Regions from separate parts of the Zea mays genome. Here region 2 is linked to region 1. Evidence: chromatin contacts called from public Hi-C data. All regions are on one chromosome and are shown on one strand. Each heading gives the region's core, a stretch centred on a gene start, on an enhancer-like site or on the middle of the called end of the contact. The rest is flanking DNA. Distances are from core to core; before and after follow the strand shown. Region 1 holds the start of LOC100194269. Region 2 holds the start of LOC103645542 (inositol hexakisphosphate and diphosphoinositol-pentakisphosphate kinase VIP2).

Region 1 (6,721 bases), core at 3,055-5,554:
GACCTCCTATCATTCGACACTGCCTCTAAAACGCTGGTCTTGTGTTCGATTGCTCAGTGTTACTTCTAAAACGCTGATGTCAATCTTCACATCGCTCGGCGTTGTTTCTACTATATCAAAAGAATCAGTTCAACGTTCAGCAAAAGCAATGACAAGTCATCAAAAAGGGGGGGATAAACGACAGTCTTCATTAAAGGGAAGTTAACGAGTTTACAAACCAACTCTCCACGAGTTGGTACTTCCCTAATTCTACTCTACATTACTACTACTACTAAACTACAATATACTACTCTACATTACTACTACTACTAAATTACACTAATTACTACTACATTATTCTAGCTATACTAAACTATACTAACATCTAAGAGGACCAGTGGCGTCTAGCCACTGGCCCTGCCCCTGCCGCCGCCGCCGCCCTTGGTGCTGCCCCTGCTGCTGCCCTTGGTGCTGTCCCTGCTGCCGTCGCCCTTGGTGCTGTCCCTGCTGCCGTCGCCGCCGCCCCTGCCACTGCCGCTGCCGTCACCGTCGCCGTCGTCGTCGTCGTCGTCGTCGTCTTCACCCTCGTCGCCGCCGTCCGAGTCCTCCTCATCCGAGGAGTACTCCGACTCATCCGAGCCTTCGAGCCCGGAGCGCTCGACGGCCCGGATGTACGTCCAGACCTCCGCGGCTATCCCCTGGGAGTCGTCCGAGTCATCGGACGACGCCGGGGGAGAGACGGGAGCCGGAGACCCCTCGGACTCGGAGGAGAACTCCTCCTCCGAGTATTCCGAGTCACCGAAATCCTCCGATGGAGGAGTCGGCTCGCGCTTGCGCTTGTTGTTCTTGCCCATGGCGGAAGTAGACAGAGGGAAGGAAAAGAAGGCAGTAAGGAGCAGCGAAGAGATGTGAAGAAACCAGAGAAGCAAAGGGGTTATTTATAGAAGGGAAAGGCAACCGCTCACTTCTAACCGCGGTCACTGAACAGTCGCAAGGCATTCAATAAGCACTTCCACCCACCCGAAGACACGTCAGACGGCGGACGCCGTTTCATGCAACACTACACCCATTGGGACTCCAGTCAATAGCGCAAAGGATATGATTACACTAGCCGTCCCATCGCATTACTACTCAGAGGCAACCGGCTAAAACACTCAGCGTACCAAGCCGTCCCTTGCCCACACCCATTGGGGGGGGGACGCCCAGGAATTATCAGTATATTTTTCAAACGGTCACATTCGTGCAGGGCATGCAGTGAATACCTCAAGACAAAAATGAGATATCAGTAAAGATCAGAGGAAAGCCAAATATAACCAGCAAAGTACAAGATATGGCCGACAGAAGCGACGTGAAGACTAGACAGAGAACGTCCGTCAAACGTCCAATCAATCGCAGAAGCAAATAAATTGCACTACCTAGCAAGATATGGATGGATTGCAAACTCGGCTGCTAAAGACAAAATATACGCTGACCTTGGCAGCAAAATATTGATGACATAATGCTGACCTCCAAAGCATAATGCAAAATAGCCTCATGCCAGTTTCCACAAGTGAAAGGAAGACCTTCGAATGGATTATCCTTAAAAATCCATTTGAAGGTCGGGGGCTACACCCATTGGGTGCACCTCCGGTGCACCCCATGGAATATTATTCTAAACCGGTATAGCGCCGACTTCTAAGGCGTAGAGCAAGATTGAAAAGACTAATCCTCAACCGAGATGCAGGAGCGCGAATGGAGATAACCTTTGGGAGAAGACCTTCGAGTAGATTATCTTCTAAAATCTACTCAAAGGTCGGGGGCTACACCCATTGGGTGCACCTCCGGTGCACCCAATGAAGTCCGGAGTCTTACAATCCAAAATGCTGACCTCTAAGGCACAAGCACAAAACCAAACTTTGGTCGGACGAGTGATCAGAGCCAGAGAAGACAGCAGGAAGTCATTTTTTGGACCTTGGATCTTTGAGTTGATTACCTCTAAATCAACCTAAAGATCGGGGGCTTGTGGGGGATAGATATCCCCTGGGTCCACTAAAGAAGTAAAAGGCCTCACGAAAGGCCCAAGGGCCCAATAATTCGTAAGGTCATTCTTTCGTGGGCCTAGGGAAAGACAACCAACAAAGAAGACGTGAGACTGATCAGTGCAAACACAGGCGGCCCACAACGTCGAACGAATGAATCACAACAGAGACCCGACTTTCCCGCGCTGAAGCCCCCATGCAACAGAGCCATGCGAGGATAAGTCGGCGAAGGTTACGTAGGGATAAACTCAAGAGGTTCACTATCTTTTAGCTACTTGTTGTTATCATATCACATGTACTGCTCCACGGCCGAGTATATAAGGCCTAGGGGGCACCCCTTCAGATCGATCGACCCTTTTCTACTTAGCCACCCACAAAAACTCTCTGCGCCCTCTATCCAGAGAATCCTCTTGTAACCTCGCTCATATACTCACCAGGACGTAGGGTGTTACGCACTTCTAAGCGGCCCGAACCTGCAAATCTTGTCCATTGTCCCTCGTGCGGTCGGCACGAACCATTTTGCTACAGTCGTTGACACCGTCCTACTCCTAAAAACACCTTGAGGGGCAACCCCGGGTGTGCGGTCGGACCCAAAACACCGACAGAGGTCGAGTCCGAGCCCCTGGGTCGGGCGAGGCGGAGACCTTCGGCTGAGGCCAGGGCTGAGTCCGAGCCCTGGGGTCGGGCGGAACGGAGTTCGTCGTCTTCCGGGGCTGAGCCCGAGTCCGAGCCCTGGGTCGGGCGGAGCGGAGTTCGCCGTCTTCCGGGGCTGAGCCCGAGTCCGAGCCCTGGGTCGGGCGGAGCGGAGTTCGCCGTCTTCCGGGGCTGAGCCCGAGTCCGAGCCCTGGGTCGGGCGGAGCGGAGTTTCCTATGGTGCCTGAGGCCGGGCCTGGCTGCCTGTCAGCCTCACTCTGTCGAGTGGCATAGCAGTCGAAGTGGCGCAGGCGGCGCTGTCCTTTTGTCAGGCCGGTCAGTGGAGCGGCGAAGTGACTGCGGTCACTTCGGCTCTGTCGACTGGAGGACGTGCGTCAGGATAAAGGTGTCAGGTCACCTTTGCATTAAAATGCCCCTGCGATTTGGTCGGTTGGTGTGGCGATTTGGCCAGGGTTGCTTCTTGGCGAAGACTGGGCCTCGGGCGAGCCGGAAGTATGTTCGTCGCTGGAGGGGGGCCTCGGGCGAGACGTAGATCCTCCAGGGTCGGCTGCCCTTGCCCGAGGCTGGGCTCGGGCGAGGCGTGATCGAGTCCCTCGAATAGACTGATCCTTGACTTAGTCGCACCCATCATGCCTTTGCAGCTTTGTGCTGATGGGGGTTACCAGCTGAGAATTAGGAGCCTTGAGGGTACCCCTAATTATGGTCCCCGACACTTTGCGTGTCCATTGAATACATTACCCAGTGTCATTCCTAGCCACATCAGCCGCCAGCTCGGCCCACACCACCAATGCAGCCAGCACCTCGCCGCCATAGGTTGTGGCAGTGAGCAGTGTTACATCGGTCGCGCAACTTACGGCGCCGAGAAAAGGGTAAAAAATCTAGAATACTTACTCTAGGGGTTAATTGTATTTTTTTCAAGAAAACGGCAGAAACGAAGTGGATAGGAACGACTTTGTTCTACCTTTAATATTGTTTGGTTAAAGAAAGTTTCAAAAAGAACAACTCCAAAAAAAAGAATATTCTCCTAATATGTCGAATTCCACCGCTTTAAAAATATATGGAACTTTTTTGCTTGCGGAACATAACAAAGCCATTTTATCTTACAAACATGAAACAAAGATCTTTACATTATGTGAAATTGGAACGGAGTCATCCGTTCTAGGGACGAAGCTAGTTTTTTTAATGGTGCTAATACACCTAAAAAAATTCAAAGTCTATAACTTTAATTTAATTTTTATAATATATACACAAATTCTTATGCACAATCACCACCTTAAATTTGCTCTAGCTATCCATACAAAGGACTTTTATAAGCCGCAGACTAAAATAAACGAAGGCACTACTACAACTTTTATGACTGCGGTGCATAACGAAGCACCAGTACTACTGCCCTAGCTCTGCATCTCGAAAAATAAAACCTCTAAACTTTAAACAAATATATACAAAAACATATTAATTTTATAATATATAATAAATATGCTAGGTTGAGTACATAATATATTTTTATAACATGTTTATTTGAAAATATAAACATCGATATTACACTTTATATTTTAAATTGACTTGTCGTAAAGCAAGATATGTATTTATTTTAAAACCTAAAAAGTATTATAATATTCGCTTTTCTTCGTTCACACATTGCAGCCGCTAGAAGCAGTGAGCAATCCCAGTATACTTCTCCCTCACCGCCCACCGACCTAATCCCCTCCTCCACTTTCCCCACCGCGAAGCCATGTCGGAGCACCCCGCGTCCCGCAGCTCCGTAGGAAGCCGCAGCTCCGCGCTGCCCCCTCACCAGCAGCGCCTTACGCCTGCGCCCGACCCGCTCGCCTCCGTCTGGATCCGCCGCCTCCACCTCTCCCCCAACCCGCCGCCGCCGCCGCGGCCCCCACCCCTGCACATCCGCGCGCCGCCGCCTGCACATCAGGATGCCATCTCCACCGACGAGTCCCACACGACGCCTCCGCCGCCGCCGCTCACGCTGCGCGGCACCGGGTTCGGCCCCTTCCGCTGGAGCCCGCGCCCGTTGCTGGGGGCGCCGGCCGGCGCATGGGACGCCGCCGCCGCCGCTTCCGTTGGGGTGGCTCCTGGCGGTAGTGCCGTCGGCGGCGACCAAACGATGCTGTCGCCGTTCTTCCGTCTCCCAGCGCCGCTGCCGTCAGTCGTGGATTTTGAGGAGGCCATGCCTTTGAGGCCGTTGATCGGGCTCGGAAGCCACAGCGGCAGTGGTGGGTTTCCTGGACTGTCACGACAGATGGTCGGCGGCGGCGACCCCTGTGACGGCTGGCTGTCGTCCAGAGTTGCAGGTATCTAGTAATTGATTTCGGTTCTGTCCTTGATGCGTACAACTATGCAACTTCAAACCTATTAAAAAACTGCAAATTCTTCTGTTAAAGTAAATTTGCATATCGTTTTGGCAAACTTTCAGTTTCAGCCACCTCCTTCATTCGTACTGTTTTTAGTCTTCTACTTCAAATAATCAATGGCTCTGGTTTCCACACCACCATGCAACCTCTGAATTGATCAAGTGCATAATAACTTTCAAGAATTGGATCCTTGACAGTGCTATGGTGACATGTTTTCTTGTCACAATACGACTATTTCCTTTTTATCTTCATAGTTAATGTAGCGGAGTTAGTGACTACTGGGAATACTATGTGAACTACATGTATCCATTTCTTTACTTTCCAATAATTCTTGAGAATTCTTGCACTTTTCTCTAGATACATGCTTATATAGAGAAATAGAGAGGTACGGATACATCTATACAACTCTGTTAAGAACCTAATGTGGGCGCTTGGTGCTACCACGACTTCACCCTCCACACTGATACTCTGGGCCCACCCCACGCGTCCCGCCTCGGCGCCGTGCCCTATAGGCCCCATGCCCAGCGCCCACGCAACGCTCTCTCAGCTACTGCCCTATGGACCCTCGCGCCCGCGTAGCCAGCTACTGCTCCTGCCTAGCACCCGACCCCGCCCACGCAGCTACCACACCACGCAAAAAATAGTGCAGAGCGAGTACTCGAACCCACGCCCCCTTCTTTAGAAATTTGGGGCTAACCACCAGACCACATGTAACTTAGTGTTTAAAAATAAACGATAATTATATTTAAATAAATATCTCAATACCTATTTATATGATATATAACAACCGTAGCAAAGCACGGGCAACTGTCTAGTGACAACATAGATATGGTAACCTGCAACAAAATTAATTTGCACATCATTTTTCACTGTTGTTATCCAGTTGAGCATCAGAGACCTCAGAGGCTCAGACGCAGGAAGTCTTAATATCTCACTGAATCTAATAAATCTTGTGGTGACAAAATTTCTGTTTGTGTAGGTGCTGCATATCCTGGCCATGCTTTGGACATGGTTCCCACAAGAACCCTTAATGTAAGGGTTTCAACTTCATTTCTTATTACGTCACAACATTTATTTTTATGGGTGATGCTTCATTCATTGCAGGTTATTAGGGGGTACTTCACATCTCATAACAACAAAATAAATAATCCCCAATGTCATTTGGAGCCTGAATACTGTAGAACCTGCTTAATCAATTTAACAAAAATATGAGAAAGATCTTGGTCGAAACATAATTTTCCGTAGTAAAACAACTAATTTTGACAGTCCATAACTTAAAGCAAATAAAATAAAATATCTTAATGTACTTTCTAGGCATTGGTTTTCCTAGATATGTTATAAGAAGCGCTAGCCACCAGTGACTGTAGAGACTTAATTGTTGTTGCACGATCTGGTTACCAATTCCTCTTTGCTGAATCACATATGGTGTATTTAGTTTGAGGAATGGGGCATCCATCATCTTCTCACTCCTCACATTTTTGTTTGCTATGGGGATTGGAATGGTTATCTATGATCATTCACCTCATCCTTGCAATCACATGAGCTTCCACTAAAGCCCATGTGATATAATGATGAACACCTCATACCAATCTAGATGAGATGTTTTCTCAAACAAAACACCTTGATCGCTTCATGATTAGCTACATAAAAATGGATATAGAAATTTATCATAATAATACATCTTGTATATTTGTATAACTGGCC
Region 2 (6,693 bases), core at 3,487-5,986, 350 kb before region 1:
GTTCCGCACTGACGAGATTGTCTACATGACGGTAGAGGCATTGCAGTCTCCATCGCCCATGCTTGCTATCAGTCTCCATCGCCCATGCTATCAGTCTGCTCGCCACTAGCGGCCCCAGCGCCCAACCCGGTGGCTCTGAGGCTGCCTCCCCTGGCTCTCTCCTTGTACTACATGTCCTCACAACCCACTCCTACTCCCACCGACTAGATTGTTGACTCTAGTGCCTCATACCACACCACTCCTGACTCTGGTACTGTTTCTTTACCCCATCCTCGCAGCCCCACCTTCCCTTCTTGCATCATTGTCGGTACTAGGTCGACTCTACATGTCATCTCAATGAGCGACATGGCTATTCCTGGTCCTTTGTACCTCAACAACATCCTTGTTGCCCCCAGCACCATACAAAATCTTCTCTGGTTTGTCGCTTCACCATTGACAACCATTGTTCCATGGAGTTCGATCCATGGGGGCTCACCATACGAGATCTTACCACTTGTGTCGTGGTCGCCCGATGCGACAGCTCCAGCCCCATATATCCTATTCGGTTTCCCGCCCCACCTACCCCATCCTGTGTTGCCACGCCCTACGCCCACGTCGCTGCTGCCTCTACCTCCACTTGGCATTGTCGTCTTAGCCACCCCGGTCACGACGTCCTCTCCAGACTCTCGGGCACCTCGGCCATCCCCTGCCCCCGCGGATGCTGTGTCGCCTTGCCATGCTTGTCAACCATACTCGCTTACCCTTCCCCTCTTCCATGTCCAGAACTGCTCGCCCCTTTGATATCGTCCACTATGACCTTTGGACATCCCTGGCACCGAGCATTTTCGGTTACCAGTACTATCTGGCCATCCTGGATGGCTTCTCTCACTACCTGTGGACCTCCCCACCCACCCACCCCCTCGTAAGTCTGACACGTTCACCACCCAATCTCACTTCTTCGCATGGGCATTGACTCAGTTCAATTGCACCATCCGGGGGTGTTTAGTGTGACAAACTGAGAACCATCTTTAATCATACAATGACAAATTGGCAAGGTAACAAACTTGATCACCTTAGTCGTTAGTCATTATCTCTGCAACTAGAGAATCGGCAATAGTCAGTTGCATTGCTGGTTAGGGGAACAATGAGGTGTTGAGAAGCAATTATCACTTGGTGAGGGACGCAGCCAATTGGCAAAAGTTGTAGGGTTACTAGCCCAAACATAAAGTATCCACTCAACTAACAGTTGCGTTTCTAAACTGGTAACTATTGTGCCCATAAAGGCGCATAAGTTGTCTCCCCAAATATTAATAGTTGCCCTCCTAAATAGTACTGCTTTCCCAGAGGTGGTTGCATTCCTAAGGAAAAAGCTACTACAAATTGTGCCCCAACACTAAGCAACATGAGTCTCTTTCTTTTATTCCTTTATTAAGCTTCTTATATGAAAACAGATAAGCAGACTGAATACAAATAAGCCACTCGAAGGATGAGGTTGTTAGAAACTTGCAAAGCAAACAAATAAATGTTGATGCCCCTACATCCCTCTCCCTCAGCATTAAGACATTATTAAGAAAATGGAGACGTGCTTACAAGAATAGTTACCATTTGAAAGAGATATATAAAGAAATAGAGAATAAAAAATATACCTTCTCAAAGCAGCATATGCTTGAACCTTTTGCAGAGGAAAACCAGAGGAATAGAAGGCAATCAAGCAATCACAGTTTGGCCAACTGAAAGCAAAATGGTGTAAGATGCTATTCCCAATTCCTAAACTCAGTAAGACAACAGTACATGCATAGCCTTAGGTCAAGACTGTTGCACAAAGAATGTAGATAAACCTATGCACAAAAGAATTATGATTGTTATCAATAACCTGAGTTCTCATTACATACATCTCAATAGGATCGTCGAGAATAACTTTATCTCCAAATATTATAATCTGCAAAATAAGTTAAATAATGAAGAATGACAGCTGGTCTGAATGTTTCTCTATACCCCCCAACAGGAAGTTCAACATCATTCAAATAATAAAATGAAGATCATTGAACGTATTTGGAATTATTATAGACAGAAAAATATATAGTCAAAGTTAGTCAAGCTTAGATAATACATCATAGACTACAAGTTCGATTATGGAAATATGAACAAAGCAAGAAGAGAGAAGAGAATTTTGAATCATTAGATATAAAATATATAGTGGCCAGAGACAATTAAGATTAAAGTATACACATAAAACCTACGGTGTGAAGACCTGGAGCACCTAAGCAGAAGTATGAATCGACAGTAGCAGTAATGATGATGTAAACCTTCCCAAGCACTGAGATATACATAGGTAGTATAACAATCCATGAATGAAGAAATGAACCATGTGTCAAAGATTGGATACCAAAATCAAACGAAGTCGGCATATTTTTCATACAAGACAGTCGTTGATGAATGGGGAACACCAGGTGACCAGTGGTCACCCCTGGAAGTCAGAGGAATTAGCACCTAAGAGATTTAGAACCTGTTCGGTAGAGCTCCACCAGCTCCAAATTCACCAAAAACAGCTATACTTTGACAAAAAATCTCGAACGTTGTAAAACCACCAAATCCAAATTCACCAAAATGGTGGATCTCGAGACCAAACCTGTGGATCTCGAGACCAGATTCATCATTTTGGTGGAGCTCCTCAAGGGGTGCTCCACCAACTCAAGTTTGGCGGAGTTGGAAAAATTTACCTTCACACCTATTACACGTGTACCAGTTCGTTTCGTTTTTACTTCTTCCTCCATCGCCTTTTCTTCTTCCTTTGTGCCCGCCCCAGCCCGCTTCTGCCTCAGTCGCGCCCCCACACCGGGCCCACCCTGGTCGGCCACCTCGCCAGCCATGGCCACGCCGTGGCTGCCCCCGGCATCGTCTGGCCACGTGTTTTGGTTGTGCCCCGGCCCCATCGGCTGCACCTGCCCCAGCCCACTCCTACCCAGGCCACGCCCCACGCTAGCCCCGCTCGCGCCCACCCATTGACCCGCCCCATTCGTCCGCCTCACCGGCCATGGTCGCGTTGTGGCTGTATCCTGCGCATCATGGCCACGTGTCGTGGTTGCGCCCAGCCACACGTGTTCTCTACTTTTCGATCGGAGGAGGAAGAAAGCACATGAGACACTGACACGTGGAGCCTATTTTAAGGACAAAATAGGTAATTCCCACTAAATTGCTTTTGTGTAAATCTGGAGCTGCTGCATTAGCCAAACAATTCTCTGATAGATTAGGGTGGATGTCAAATCCACCGTAGAGCTGCTCGGTGAATACCAGATCAAGAATCACTTTTCAGCGGTGGAGCTTTACCAAACAGGCTCTTAATAGTATATGCATATGCAGTAGACCAAATCTAATGTGTAATCCTTTTCGAAAGGTTGAAAATCTTATCACGCTCTACACATCCTATGAACAATACTGGTCCACATGCACAGCTTACGGTACAACGAGTCAACGTTGGGCATATAATATCATGAGAATGAGAATGTCGACCACTCAAGTGCAAAACTTCTAATTTAATTCATGGCGGTGCTTAAACTATCAGTAAAGCAAGTTAACAGAACATACTAGTCCTCCAAAAAATATACCAAGAAGGCAAGAATCAAGTTAGCAACCATTTAATCCTCCAAAAGGAAGTACATAATCAGGGATATATATGCCATATCCAGGAATACTGGGTGCAACCGAGAAAAGCGACCATTTTGATAGGGACCACACAGTATCCGAAAAGATGCAGAATAAATTGGTATCCAGGAAGATTCACGGGTGTCTCGCATTAGAAAAAATTCAGAAGGAACGTAAGATCACGTTCAACTCGACGACATCCACCCATCTACTCATGCCACATGCAAACTTCAATCTCGCGCGGGTTTCCCACCTTTTTTTGCAAATTAATGTAACAAGGAAAGGGAAATGCAAGGTGGACGGGGCAAAAGGAAGACTCTTGCACACCTCGAATTCTCCAAACGCGCGGAGCCGCTCGAGAATCTGCTCCATTGGAGAAGAGAACGCCTGAAGAAAAGAAGAATTGAGAACTTGATCAGACGAGGACATGTTCCGGAGGCAATAACGAAGCTCCCGCATCCCGCATTCTTTGAGAAATCCAGGAGCAAGAGCCGGCCAATCGAGACGTACGCGCTGGAAATCGAGACGCACGCGCTGGAAGAGCAAGAACGCGAATGGATCAATAATCAGGAAGACAAGACAGCATCTAGCATCCATGTGTTCGCGAGAATCCGTGAACCACCAAGGAGAAGAAAACGAGAGAAAAAAAAACTCAAGAAACCAGAGAGTCAAGATCCCGACCTTCTTCTCCATGACACAGACGCCAATGGTGATCCTACCGGCGCCGCCATTACCCTCCATCACCACCATTGCGGCCCGCCCCTGTCCTGGCCTCCTCCGCCCCCGATCTGTCCCACAGCCCGCGCACGCGAATCCGACGAGATTTCCCACGATTTTGATGCCGGGAGGATAAGAGGCGTTTGGTCGGGGGAGTTCGGGAAGGGGAGGCGGCGAGAGGCGTGCGTGTTGCACACAACTCTCCCTCTCCTCTTAGCTGCGGCGGCGTTCGGGTCAGGGTACGGGATTGGCGGTCTCGTCTCGTGCGAGTGCGATGCGATGGGCGGGCGCCGAGCGGCTTCGAGCGGCGCGACGGCAGATGTGGAGCGGTTCTTATCGGCTCCAGTGTGGGCTGGGCGCTGGGGCTGTATGTGCCGACCGGGGTTGCAGTTGGAAGAATCCACGAAACATCAAGTTTGAGATCAGGAAATAGCACGCGTTCCCGATAACAGCATCAGTTTTATCAAATGAATTTCTAAGGACTAATTTTTGTCATCTATTTTATTTTATTTTCATCAATAGATTACTAAATACAGAAACCAAAACCCTCTAAATAATTCGTCACTTTAAATTTTACAAAACTTACCCATCCATTAAATCCACCAAATAAATTACACAATAATTTAACATATTAATAAAATTAAAGGTTCAAAAAATGTTAGATAATCTCATCTCCCTTGCTCCTCAATTTCAATAAACAATACTCTCTCCATTTTTCTTTAATTGAGGCTTTTTAGTTAAAAATGAACTGCACAACGTTAACTATTTTAAAATGGCGGTAGTTAGATCATTTCTCATCTCTTCCCCATGACCCCGCCACCACCAGCCTCTCTCTCTCCCCTCCCTTGCATCCTCGCCGCTTTCAACCTGTCCTCCTGCATCGCCGCCGTCATTAACCCTTCTAGAGATCATAGTGTTAGCATAGGCTATATGTTAAACACTTCATCTATATTTTTCATGCTTTCACTAGTTAGGTGCCCGTGCGTTGCGACGGCACACAATCACAGAAATAGGCTTTCGGATGTAATTATCGCTACCTTCTTTGTTCTACCAATGCAAACAAAGTCTATAGATGGGTACCAAATATGACATCATGGTGGTAATATCGAATTCCAGGTTGTTAGTATTGTTTAGAGTGTGCATCCCTCACAAAATAGCATATGAATATACACTCACAATCTCAAATCCATCTCGAATTAACAGGCGAACAAATAGATAGACATTTGAAGCATGAAGGAGATGCGAATTCACAGATACACTGAACAGGACAAGATGACATCCTTTTTATTTTATGAACTGGAAATAGTGGCGCCCAACTGTTTGACTCTTAAAAAGACAGTAAATTCGTAATGACTCATCTTTGGTACAATGCCATGCTCATTCTACATATGCTCATAGTACCTCTTCCCTTTGTCTACAAAACCAGCATTTGAAGCATGAAGGAGATGTGAATTCACAGATACACTGAACAGGACAAGATGACATCCTTTTTATTTTATGAACTGGAAATAGTGGCGCCCAACTGTTTGACTCTTAAAAAGACAGTAAATTCGTAATGACTCATCTCTGGTACAATGCCATGCTCATTCTACATCTGCTCGCTGGGAAGAAAGTAAATGCATATCTATAGTGTATTTCTCTGTGGTCAAATGCCCATGCTTTGATATCATCCACTAAACAAATGCATCTCTGTTGTCTTAGATTCTAAGGAGACTGGGGACTTAAAACCCATGACCACAGACATTTCTTTGATTGTATACACCTTTGAATTTAATAATAAGAACGATAAAGTTCCAAAACGGGATACAACGCGGGCCCATGAAGCGTACCCTTATAGTTACAGGAATCATTGACAATAGACTTAAACTAATGCAGTTACAACCAGGACTAAAAACAATTGCTAGCAGCAAAACCTTCACACTACCATGTTAAACCAATGTGCCTTTTATGAACAAATAGATGAAAAGGCTGCTCTTTTATATTTATCATAAAGACAACTCATAGAGGAACGAAGCATATGAACTACCGAATCTGAGCAAGACTATTACAAATAAAGCTGAAAATTATCTCACCTTGATTCCACAGCCTGCTGCAGATTGGAGGCACCTGCACGAATGGCTCGAGCTTCTATTGCTCCTGCAACAAGTCCTCATTTCATAATACATTTTTACCCCTATCTTCAATATAAGTAGTGGCTCCCCTGTACGTAAAAGCTCCAGCCTTAGCAGAAGCCATAGTAGAAGCTCTGACTCTCCTGCATATTCATCCACTCATATTGTTTCGGTAATCTAGTTTTTGGAATCTGTCAACAAACAAACCAAAAACATTAGGGTCTGTCAAAAAGTAACAAGACTG

What was found. A called contact is a pair of places that touch in the nucleus more often than the background predicts.
Region 2: a contact with region 1 is called in a Hi-C map of tassel, with 2.8 times the contacts expected there. The contact joins the promoter of LOC103645542 here to the promoter of LOC100194269 in region 1. A contact is called at or near these places in 2 of 25 Hi-C or Micro-C datasets (ear and tassel).

What each region holds. Positions count from the first base shown.
Region 1 is chr1:268,424,313-268,431,033 of Zm-B73-REFERENCE-NAM-5.0, reverse strand. It overlaps LOC100194269, which reads left to right and starts at 4,304. Exons shown (of 3, transcript NM_001139308.2): 1 at 4,304-4,957; 2 at 5,997-6,049. The coding sequence starts at 4,384.
Region 2 is chr1:268,771,667-268,778,359 of Zm-B73-REFERENCE-NAM-5.0, reverse strand. It overlaps LOC103645542 (inositol hexakisphosphate and diphosphoinositol-pentakisphosphate kinase VIP2), which reads right to left and starts at 4,736. Exons shown (of 30, transcript XM_020546872.2): 1 at 4,303-4,736; 2 at 3,949-4,008; 3 at 1,872-1,918; 4 at 1,626-1,709. The coding sequence starts at 4,371. It overlaps LOC103643827 (a long non-coding RNA gene), which reads right to left. Exons shown (of 4, transcript XR_002266510.1): 4 at 6,295-6,693.